2 separate regions of the Hordeum vulgare genome follow, and region 1 is linked to region 2. The links are chromatin contacts, called in public Hi-C maps. All regions are on one chromosome and are shown on one strand. Each heading gives the region's core, a stretch centred on a gene start, on an enhancer-like site or on the middle of the called end of the contact. The rest is flanking DNA. Distances are from core to core; before and after follow the strand shown.

Region 1 (5,077 bases), core at 1,207-3,706, 310 kb before region 2:
CGAAATTTCACAACTTTTCCAAATATGTTTACCTTTCAAAAAATGTTCATATTTTAAAAAATGTTTGCTAACTTGAAAACACATCTGAAATTTCAACACATATTACAATATCTGAATAATTGTTTGAGACTCACAGAAAATGTCCATTTTAAAAAAAATGTTTCGAAAATTTATTTTTCAAAAATTAAAAATATCACCGTTCTTAAAATTTGTTCACAAATTCGAATTCCATTCCTGTTCCCAAATTAAAAATTAAAAAATGTTCCTATTCACAAAATTTGACCTCACTTACAAAAGTTGTCCCACTTCTCAAATTTTGGTAACCAATTCAAGAAATGTTCGGGTTTTCAAAAAATGTTTGAAAGTGTAGAATTTTTTTCCTATTTTAATTGTTTGTTCAACTATATAAAAGAAGTTCGCATTTTCAAAATTGTTCTAGATTTTACAATTGTTCTCACTTAAAAAAAGTTCTGAATTTCAAAAGTTATCCTTGATATCAAATTTTGTTCACCGATTGAAAAAATATTCATGTATACCAAACCTTTTTTGTAATTTTGAAATTTTTTCATTATTTCCAAAATATTCACGTTTTAAAAAATGTACTAGAATTAGAGAAATGTTCGGTTTTCAAATATTGTTCAGAATGTTGAAATATGTTGCATTTTTAAAGTTTTTTTTAAACCTTCGAAAAATGTTCACCTTTTCAAAACATGTTCAATAATTTGAAATTTCTGTATAATTCTAAAATATGCTGAGAATTTTTGAAAATTCTTCGCGTTTGTTTAATAAAGTGTTTAAAATTTGAAACACTGTTTGGAAATTTTGAAGTAATGTTCAGTTTATTTGGCTAAATTTAGTTCTTTCGAGTTTTCTCTGGTCCTTATGTAAGCAATCCTTGATAGGTGCGCTGGTTAGCCAGATACATGTATAACTAGTTGTTCGGTGTTCGAATTCCAGCTCGGTTACTTCTAATTTTGCCCATTTTTTTCATCCGACAGCTTGCTTCAATTCAACTCGAATAGGCCAGCCAAGTCTGGCGCGCTTATGCGAAGTGACGTCTATTTGCCACAGGATGCGGCGAATAGGGGAACACCCTATTTTACGCTCTTTGGGTCAAATAGTTGAGCAAATACACAGGAGCGAGATCAACTGGGCCAGCCCATCTCCCTCTGCATGCAGTTTTGTTTTTTCTTTCTTTGTCTTTTTTTCTGTTTCTTGTTTTACGTTTTTTTTACGTTTTTCTGTTTCTGTTTCATTTTTTGCTTTTTTCTATATTTATTTTTATAAACTAAGTTCATGTTTGAAAATCGTTTTTGAAATTCATAAAATATTATTGATTTTATCAAAATGTTCTAAATTTCCAATAAATGCCGTTTTTCAAAAATATTCATAACTTTAAAAAATGTACGGGATTTTACAAAAATGTTCGACATTTTCAAAAAATGTTCGCGATTTTAGTAAAATGTTCCTTTTTTTGGAAAATATTACTGTTGCTATTTCTTCTTTTCATTGCTTTAACTCGTAACAAGTTTAGCTTTTTTATAAAATGTGTTTATTTTTCAAAATTTTCGTCTTTCAAAAATTGTTCTCGTATCAAAAATACTGCAGGTATTTTCAAAAAATATTTTTTTCATAACTTGGTCAGAGTTTTCAAAAAATGTTCTTGGTTTCAAATTTTTATGAAAAATGTTGTTGTTTTACGAAAAACGTTTCTCTTTTATATTTGGAAATGTTCATGAAATTTAGAAATTTTATTTCATTTTCTAAATATGTTTTTTGTTTTCAAAAAATGTTTGTGCTTTGGTGAATTTCTAAATAGTTGATTGATGTTGAAAAAAAATCGTTGGATTTAACACGCTCACAGATTTAAAAAAAATCATCAATTTTTTAAAAATTATGAATTACTGAAAATAGTCAGCCAGTTTTAGAAAATCGTCAAATTTAAACAAAATCATCATTTTTTAAGTAAAACATTGAATTTGAAAAGGTTCATACAAATTGAAAAACAATCCATTAAATATGAAATAATTCATTTTATTTTAAAAAATGTTCATCAAACTTGAAAAAGTTTGAGCATTTAAAAAATGAAGAAGGAAAAAATCAAAGAAAAAAAGATTATAGAAAAAGTTGTAGAAAGAAAAACTTGAGACCATCTGCGAACCGCAAGATATTGGATTGGGAATCTTCCAAAAAAGGAGGCTTTTAGCGAACCAAAAATGTATAAAACAAAAAAAGGAAGTAACAAGTCACTTGTGGTAGGTCGTTCTAGTGGCTACTGTGGTTTAGACCAGAGGAATAGATAGCATGTCCGATCCGCCGCACACACCTTTTTTATAGTTTTACTGTAAAAACATGAAAAGGCAAATGGCTTGGGCCAACGTACGGGGAGTGTGTGCGTCCGTTTGCAAATTATAGAGTGGCGGGTGCTAAAGGCGTCAAATAGAAAATGCCCTTGATACGGTGGTCGCGAGGGAATTGTTTCCTTTTTTAAGATAGGCTTGAGTGGCCCAGCTCGACGTCCAATGGGCTTCATAAGGACCCTACCATTTTTCTCTCTTCTTACTGAAGGCGTGTTGCAAAGGAAAAATGATATATCTCGTTGGTGCGGATCCTACTCCAAATCGATTCCAACCCCGATTCCGTATTGATATCCAGCCTCGATTTCTTTTGCCTATATAGATTGGGGAGGTCCTATTCGCGGGACCTCCTATTAAACGCATTCTGCGTCCAATAGGGTACCTTCGCACATGCAAGCCACTGGGCCGCCGCCGCTAGCAAGGCGACTAGGCTCGCCCAGGTAGCCAGCTCGTCTCTTTTTGCTTTTTATTTATTTATTTTCCATTTTCCTTTTTTGTCTTATTATTTATTTTCTATTGTGTTTCTCTTTCTCTTTTTACTAAAAGTTTTTATATTGTGAATTTTTTTGAGTTTCTGAAACTTAATCACGTTGTATTTACAAACAAAAAATATAAATGGAGTTCTATTGGAATTTCCAAAAACACAACAAATGTGCAAACTTTTTTAATTCATGGTTTATTTTTTGCCTTTATTATTTTTCATGCATTTAAAAAAAACAGTTGACTAGTCAAATGGTCAATAACAAAGGTCCAATGAGATCGGACCCTCAAAAATGCAATGGGGCCCAATCTTCTTGGACCGGCCCACAAACGGAGGCGCGTGGACCTTCTTTAGACTCTTAAAGCGTCGAACACGAGCTCCGGTATCAATGCCTATTATTCCAAAAATGTTATCTAGGGAATATACGTTTTTCAACGAACTAACTGACGACCGTTGGATCAAAAACATGAATCCTCAAGCACTCTAAGTTGCCACGTTAGAAAATCCAACCATTTGCTCGGAACGTGCCCGAAAAGGATGCACCCGCGCCCACTCCCTACAAAAGCGTCGCCCCCTCCCTCATGCTATCCCTAATCCCTTTCATTGACTTGCAAAAAGCGAGTGCGAGAGTTAGGGGGGAGGGGGTCTGGCGACCGTGATGGGGACAATGCTCGGCACCCGTTGTGCCAGATTCCACGCCTAGCTAAGTGCTCCTCCTTGTTGCATCTCGACGACTTTGGGAAGCATTTCATGCTCCACCTCTGTGACGTCGTGCGGTCACACGGTGTTGGTGGCGCCTCCGTCGATGACAAGCAACCCCCTGAGTTGGCTGAGGTGTATTTCTTGTAGTCGTGGTAGGCCATTACTGACGACGTCGTCTCGCCGTCAGTGTCGTAAGCTGATCCATAATGTCACCCCTTTTGAGAGTCACCTTCGTCGTTGTTGGGGTTCACAAGTTGCGGAGATGAGAAGCTCCACGCGAGTTACTTGACAACACACCTGCACCCCCACCTCCCGCGACCTCATGGCGGTGTATGAGCCGAGTCCCCCTATATCTATTTTTTCGGAGATGAATTTTGCATTTTAGCTACGGATATTTGAATGTCTACTTCAACCAATTCACAAAACGTGTCAAATTCACTAAAATGTGTTTGTGGAAACTTAAAATGGTGAAGATGTGATACTAATTAAGATATATGGCAGTTTTGTAGGGGAATTTGTAGAAATTATTTTTAAGCCCAAATGGTGTGCAACTCGAACATTATTATTCCCATGGTATATCGTGTAATTGTTCCATATAGTATCATGCCATTTGTAGAGAATTTTGGTTTTGGGTATATGGCATTTTTTTGGTAAAGTGATATGTTGCGATGGAAACTCAAATATAGTGTCATGTCAAGTCATTCAACATAGTGTCATGACATTTTTCACTCAACATGGCATTTTTTGTATTCTATTCTTTAGCTAGCGCTTTTTGACTAGAGTTTCTTTTTTTTTGCTTTAATTTTCTCAGTGAACTTTGAGTACAACATGCCATATATTTTGAGCTGCATGTAGTGGAAATTTAGTTTTTAGACACTCGACATGGCAATCTACAAACATAATATCCAGTTTATATAGTTGGCATGGCTAAATTGAAAAGGCCTTTTTTCTGTTTGTGATGTTCTTCAGTTTTGCCTTGGAATATAAGATGAGCATGGCAAATCAAATATTTTTCACAAAATTTGTTCTTAATAAACTACAACATGGGAATTTCATAAGACTATATAAAGGCACTTTTTTTATGTTGCATGACATTTCTTTGAATGAACATTTCGTGTGATGTTCTTAAGTTTTGTCATGGCATATTTTCCAATGAGCATTTCAAATCAAACATTTTTCCTAAATCTTGTTTTCATATACTACAAAATGGCAATTTTGTAAGACTATATCAAGGCACTTTTTTGTATGTTGCATGATCTTTCATTGAACTTAACAGGACAATTTTTTGAATATGCCATTAAGTTCAAATAAAATTCCATGGACATACGCCACATTTTCCATGGCATTTTTATTTATTTTTCATAAAAAAACACCATTGCATGCAACATAACTTAAGATAAAATGTATTTATTTTCTATTTTGGAACAGGCAACATAACTTATTTTTTTTGTTTTATTCTTTAGAGCATGGCATTTGATAGAGAACAAATTTTCTTTTCTAATCTTGCCGTGTGAAATTTTTAGGTACCTTGGAATTT
Region 2 (5,210 bases), core at 1,990-4,489:
TCAATAGTGGAACCCAACCGCCATGAGCAGGCGTGTGGAAAAAGGGAATGATATGGAGCATAACAGAAGTCCATGAACCGACAATTTAACAGAAATAGGTGCAGTGTTGTCAGAAAGACAAGTTACAAGAGGACGCAAAATTATTTGCATACAAACATGAAAAGGCTAAGCAAATGTCAGGAAGCAGTACTGTAAGAAATGATGGTTATGCAAGACACTGCTCAATAAATTTTTATGTCGGAGATACTGCTTAATTTTAGTTCTTGCAGTTCTAACATTTGCATCCCATTTCTCAAAATGATGTGCATATGGAACCAACTTTGTAAAGTCTGCAAGCCAGTTCAAAAGTATTCAGTTGGCCTAGGACAAATGTTCCACATAACCTAATAGTCCAGGTTAACCCTCTTCACCCCACCCCACCCATAGGGGATGAAAATCCTTAGAGAACGGCAGGATGAAACTCAACTTCTTCGGGACAAGGTTCTTTAACTGATATTCCTTACCAATGAACATAACAAATTGCTAAACTAGAAGACAAAACGGGCATGCACTGCTCAGAAAGAACCAGCAACTGAGCTTACCTGAATAGAAAAGCAAAGAGAAGAATGAAAATTGGAGCCCCAGATTTACACTGCACAATAATTGAAATCCATAAATTAGAAGTCCAAATATTAAGTGAGAAGAGCAGGAAATAATAACTCACATGGAATGAAATGTACCATTGTAGCGAATGTCACAGTAATGAAAACAAACGAAATGTTGGTCAAATTTATATCAAGAGCAGTAGCCAAAGCTGTTGGAACAACTGCAGAAGGAATATTTAAACTGTTATCCATTTAAAGATGATAAACACAATAAGAACGGAAAAAAAATCTGCATATTTGAAGTAGAATAAAAATATATAAGTCCATCCTAAGTCCTAGCCTTCGTTGATTAAATAGATTCATCAAATGAAGCAGTACCAGTAGGTCATGACACAACTCAATTGAAAGTTAATAAAGTGCATCAATTCATCCAGCGAGAGGTGTAGGGCTAAACTCTATTTTGAGCCCACGTGGCTCTATAGCAGCTTTTTTATTTTTATTTTGAGAAGGGCAATATATTAATATCGCGAAGATACCAATTATACCCAGCCTCTGCACCAACAAGATGTATCAAAGACATCCAGGATACACACAGCCCGAAAAAAAAAAGCAAAATAGAAAGGGAAAAAACAAAGGCCTCCCCACAATGATCAACTCCTCTCAGTAGCAACACACAAACCACCACCAAAGACAACATCCGGAAAACAAAAAAAGGTCTCCAAAAGCGACCCCTTTAAGAAAGAAACGGTGCTTGTCGCCCGATCCAAGATCTTAGGTTTTCACCCCGAAGAAAGTTCGAGCTCTCAAAACAATACCTTCAGCAAGGCAATTGCCAGGCACAAACAATGAAGGTCAGGCCATAGGTTTTCACCCTGAAAGTCACGACTCGGCACCCGAGGAGCACCACCAAAAAATGAAATCCTCTAGTGCTGTCGCCCCCACTTCTCACAGCTGCTTCTGAAAGTTATCAAACACCTGGCTGACTCCATCGCCTCCAAGGCCCCCTCTGCCTTACTGATCCTTCGATTTCAGCCACCATGACTTTCTCCATTGCTGTCTAAGCCATGGAATCGAGATACCGACATGTCCCATGGTGTCAACAAACAAACAGAGTTTCGCGCCGCATCCTCATGGAGCCGTGTAGGCTGATATGGACGCGCACGACAGAATTCGATCGGATCCAGATATCCTTGGGCAAGATCTCCGGTGGCAGTTCCGGAACACGTTGACGGCCAAATCGAGAAGGACCGATCATGCAGATTGTTACCATGATGCGACAAGAGCACTAGGACCGCCACCACACCGCTGGTTCCAACGCGCTGACGCCATTGCTACGACAGCGGAGGACAACGCTCTATAGCAGCTTGGATGCACATGCAACACACCAGTTGAATTTTACTTCTATCCTTGACCTTATGTTGATAACTTATGATGATCTAATTTAGTGAGTCATGTTCTGTAAATTGGCCAATGGTGGTTTCTGCGTCTGCCCCCACCCATGAAAAAAAGCGACCAGCGGATGCTCGGTGCTTTACAGCTGAGCTCGAACTGAAACATACCCTTCTTTTAACACTATTACTCTATATGTATATCCCACAGAAGTGCAGAATGCACGATGTTTCTATTACCAATTATAGGTACCAAACGATGAAATTTCCAGGGCACTTGTTCTGACAGAATGTAAGTACCAAACTACTCATTTAAGCATTGGGCAACATGATTTTGAAAAAATACAGTTGCTACCTCGCAGAAAGTAATCTTTCCATGACATTGGATTACGCTCTGCCTCCATGCCCCGTTGCTGGAACCACACGATCACCCTCGAGGCAACAGCCTGCATGGTGAAATGCACCGTGTTCATCAGGAACGGAGCAGGGAACTTCCACATGCGCTTCCCAAGCATCTCCTTGTTATACCTGGCCACACGCACAAGAGCACGCAGAGAACACTAGCATCAAACGCGTGCCCGGCAGGCAACAGCTCCTCTGAGCATCCGCGCACAAATATAACGAGAAAAACGCGTTACTCACAGCGTCAAGCAGGTGCTCAGCGTGTACCAGCTCGCTATCAGAAATATAATCTTGGCGATTAGCCAGGGGGAGACCGGGAGGCTGTCAGATCCCGCCGCCGCTCCTGCCTCGATATCCATCGGCAAGCGGTGGGCGGCGGCGGCGGACGGCAGAAGCGGCAGCTCGAACTCCTCCGAGTCATCGTCGCTCGGTGCAGAGGCCGGCGAAGCGGCTCCGGAGTGGGCATTGGACGCCGCGGATGGGTCCTTGCACCACCGCGAGAACGACGGCTCCCTGCGTATCCCTCCCGGCTTCCTCTGCCCGCCAGCCAACACCTGCGGCTCCGCGGCGCTCTCCGCGGGCTCGACGGGGACTTCCGGAGCGTCCTCTTCCTTCGGGTGGGCGTGGCCGTTCTCCACGGCGCAGTCCCCCATGGGCGCTGCTGCAGGTGGCGTAAGGCTCTAGAAAGGCTTGGATCTGGGCGGCGCGGATCTCATCGGCGGCGGCGGCGAAGCCGCGGCGAAGTGGGGTTTGCAGCTAGCCTGCGGGATTTCGGTAGCAGGTCAAAATCTAGCACCGCGTGACGACGACTTCCTGCACGGGGGTTATGCTTGCAGCTTCCTCCGTCGGCTGGTACCGGTAGCTTTGCTTGCTTGCGGCAGAGGAGGGCGATGTTTTTTCTCCCTCCCTCTTCCTTTTCGCCTCGCACATGAAAATGCTTTTTATCCCGTTTCGAAGAAAAAAATGGTTTTTACTAGTAAAAAGGCTCGTGCGTTACAACAGGTGAACAACAAAAGGTTAAAATTTACAACCTAAAATAAAACAATTTAAATTCAATAAAATTGCATCAATGTACCATTAATTTTACAAATCAATAATTAATTAAGAAAACCCATGCAAGAAGGCCAAGAACAATAGAGATTCGATTTTTGACCTCCAAGGAAAAAGAAATAGATCGACGAACAAAATGGATCAATAATATTTATTGATGTAGACATTCAATATGCCATTCTCATAATACGGTTAAAGTTATGATCCCAAGAAAATGTTCCTCCTTTAATTGTGCATCCATCTCAAAAATCTTGATTCACATATAATAGGAAGGTAGACAGCTCGTTATACCTAAAAACATAAATATCTATATAAACAGGTACAAAGCAATGTAAAGAAGCGAGGAGAGGCTAATTAGTAAAACTAATTGATCTTTTCCCTGAGGCTCAATAGCATCCGTGATACGATAACGAGCCGATGCACAAAAATAAAAGTGTGTGTGCTAAAATTTCAATCATTATGTAAATCAACGCGAATGGACCAAAAAACTTGAGAATTCTGCCTTTCTTTATTAAAACTCTTCCCTACACAAGAACCCCTCAAAATGAATCTAAGAAAATATAGTTGCATCGTCCACGTAAAGACCCATGACATGTCGAGGTCCCAAAGAAATTTATATAAACCAATGGTCAAGTGTCCCAAGGACACTCGATACAATCGTCTATCTACTTAGAGCTAACCCATCACAACATCATCTTGCACGTGTTTTTTTTACAATATGCATGTCCAGCATCCGTTTAATTTGCCCATTGAGCATTATGCTCCTCTCCAATTTAATTAGGTAGCGCACCGATTTGCATTGGCACATATGCATGTCTCCTTTATCAGCTCCGACCGTAACAGTACTCGGTCCATAAAAAAAGTAATTAAGATAGCCATCTACCTGATGGTAGTACGTAGAGCGACATCCAGCAGCTTCTAATTGGTTTGATTAAAAGAAATAGTAATCTCTCCCATGGACGTCCGCCGCCTCCCCTTGCTCTGATCTGCGCCCCGTCGAACTGCCATGGACGACCGACGCCTCCTACTGGTTATGAGTCGGCGCCATGGCCTACCTCATGCCGGTGTTGTGCTTCTAGCAGTCGTTGCTGGCCTTCTCCTTGCCTCTTGTTGATTTCTTTTTCCATCTCCTGATTTCCGATGCTGCTTCCTCTTTGTCGTTGCTGAGTTTAATTTCTTCAGGGACCGTTTGCCGATTTTTTTCCCTTTCATTCGTTTCCTTCCTAATTTCAAGGCCGCTTGTTGATTCTCTAGGTCGTACCTATATAAACCAGCGAGATTAGATGTAAAGAAGCAAGGTGGGATTATTTTGACTATAACTGTAGAAAGAACCCTCCTCTAGCGCATGTATTTTTAAAGCCCAACAGTCCAGCTATGTGGGCCGAGGCCCGTAGATTAGAGCGAGGGACGACGTATAAAATCAGACAAACAACGACAATGTATCGAGCGAGGAAAATTGATGGTGTATCAATTAGTACCACCTCACATATCTAAAAAATCATCTACGATACGTCAAAAAAATTAATTAAACGGGACGAAACCAAAAATATCACCTTGCTTTATTAGGTACTAGGAAAAAAGGTACTAGGAAAAGAGCCCGTGCGTTGCACCGGGTATAAAATCTATACTGCCAAAATTAAATAAGAAACAATAGAAAAAATGCATTAGCACTTATATATGTTCTCATCTCTTTATAAATGTATACAATTAAAAGATTGCCATGCAAGACTCTTTGAGGTGCTCGTAAGATAGAGAGTATGTGTGTATGTGTGTGTACATGAGTGTC

Evidence for each region. Hi-C and Micro-C count contacts between places; a contact is called where the count stands out from the background.
Region 1: a contact with region 2 is called in a Hi-C map of leaf, with 2.5 times the contacts expected there. The contact joins the enhancer-like site here to the promoter of LOC123444409 in region 2. A contact is called at or near these places in 2 of 6 Hi-C or Micro-C datasets (leaf and seedling).

Annotation. Positions count from the first base shown.
Region 1 is chr3H:486,856,705-486,861,781 of MorexV3_pseudomolecules_assembly, reverse strand. No RefSeq gene overlaps it. Among protein-coding and RNA genes, the nearest start is that of LOC123444411, 46 kb to the right of the region's middle. Within about 2 kb of position 2,456, at least 2 of the 3 cell types and tissues checked have open chromatin away from gene starts, as enhancers often do. A contact at or near this core is called in leaf, where this site is marked.
Region 2 is chr3H:486,550,979-486,556,188 of MorexV3_pseudomolecules_assembly, reverse strand. It overlaps LOC123444409 (probable sugar phosphate/phosphate translocator At1g06470), which reads right to left and starts at 3,239. Exons shown (of 12, transcript XM_045121110.1): 1 at 2,615-3,239; 2 at 2,328-2,500; 3 at 720-805; 4 at 582-631. The coding sequence starts at 3,027.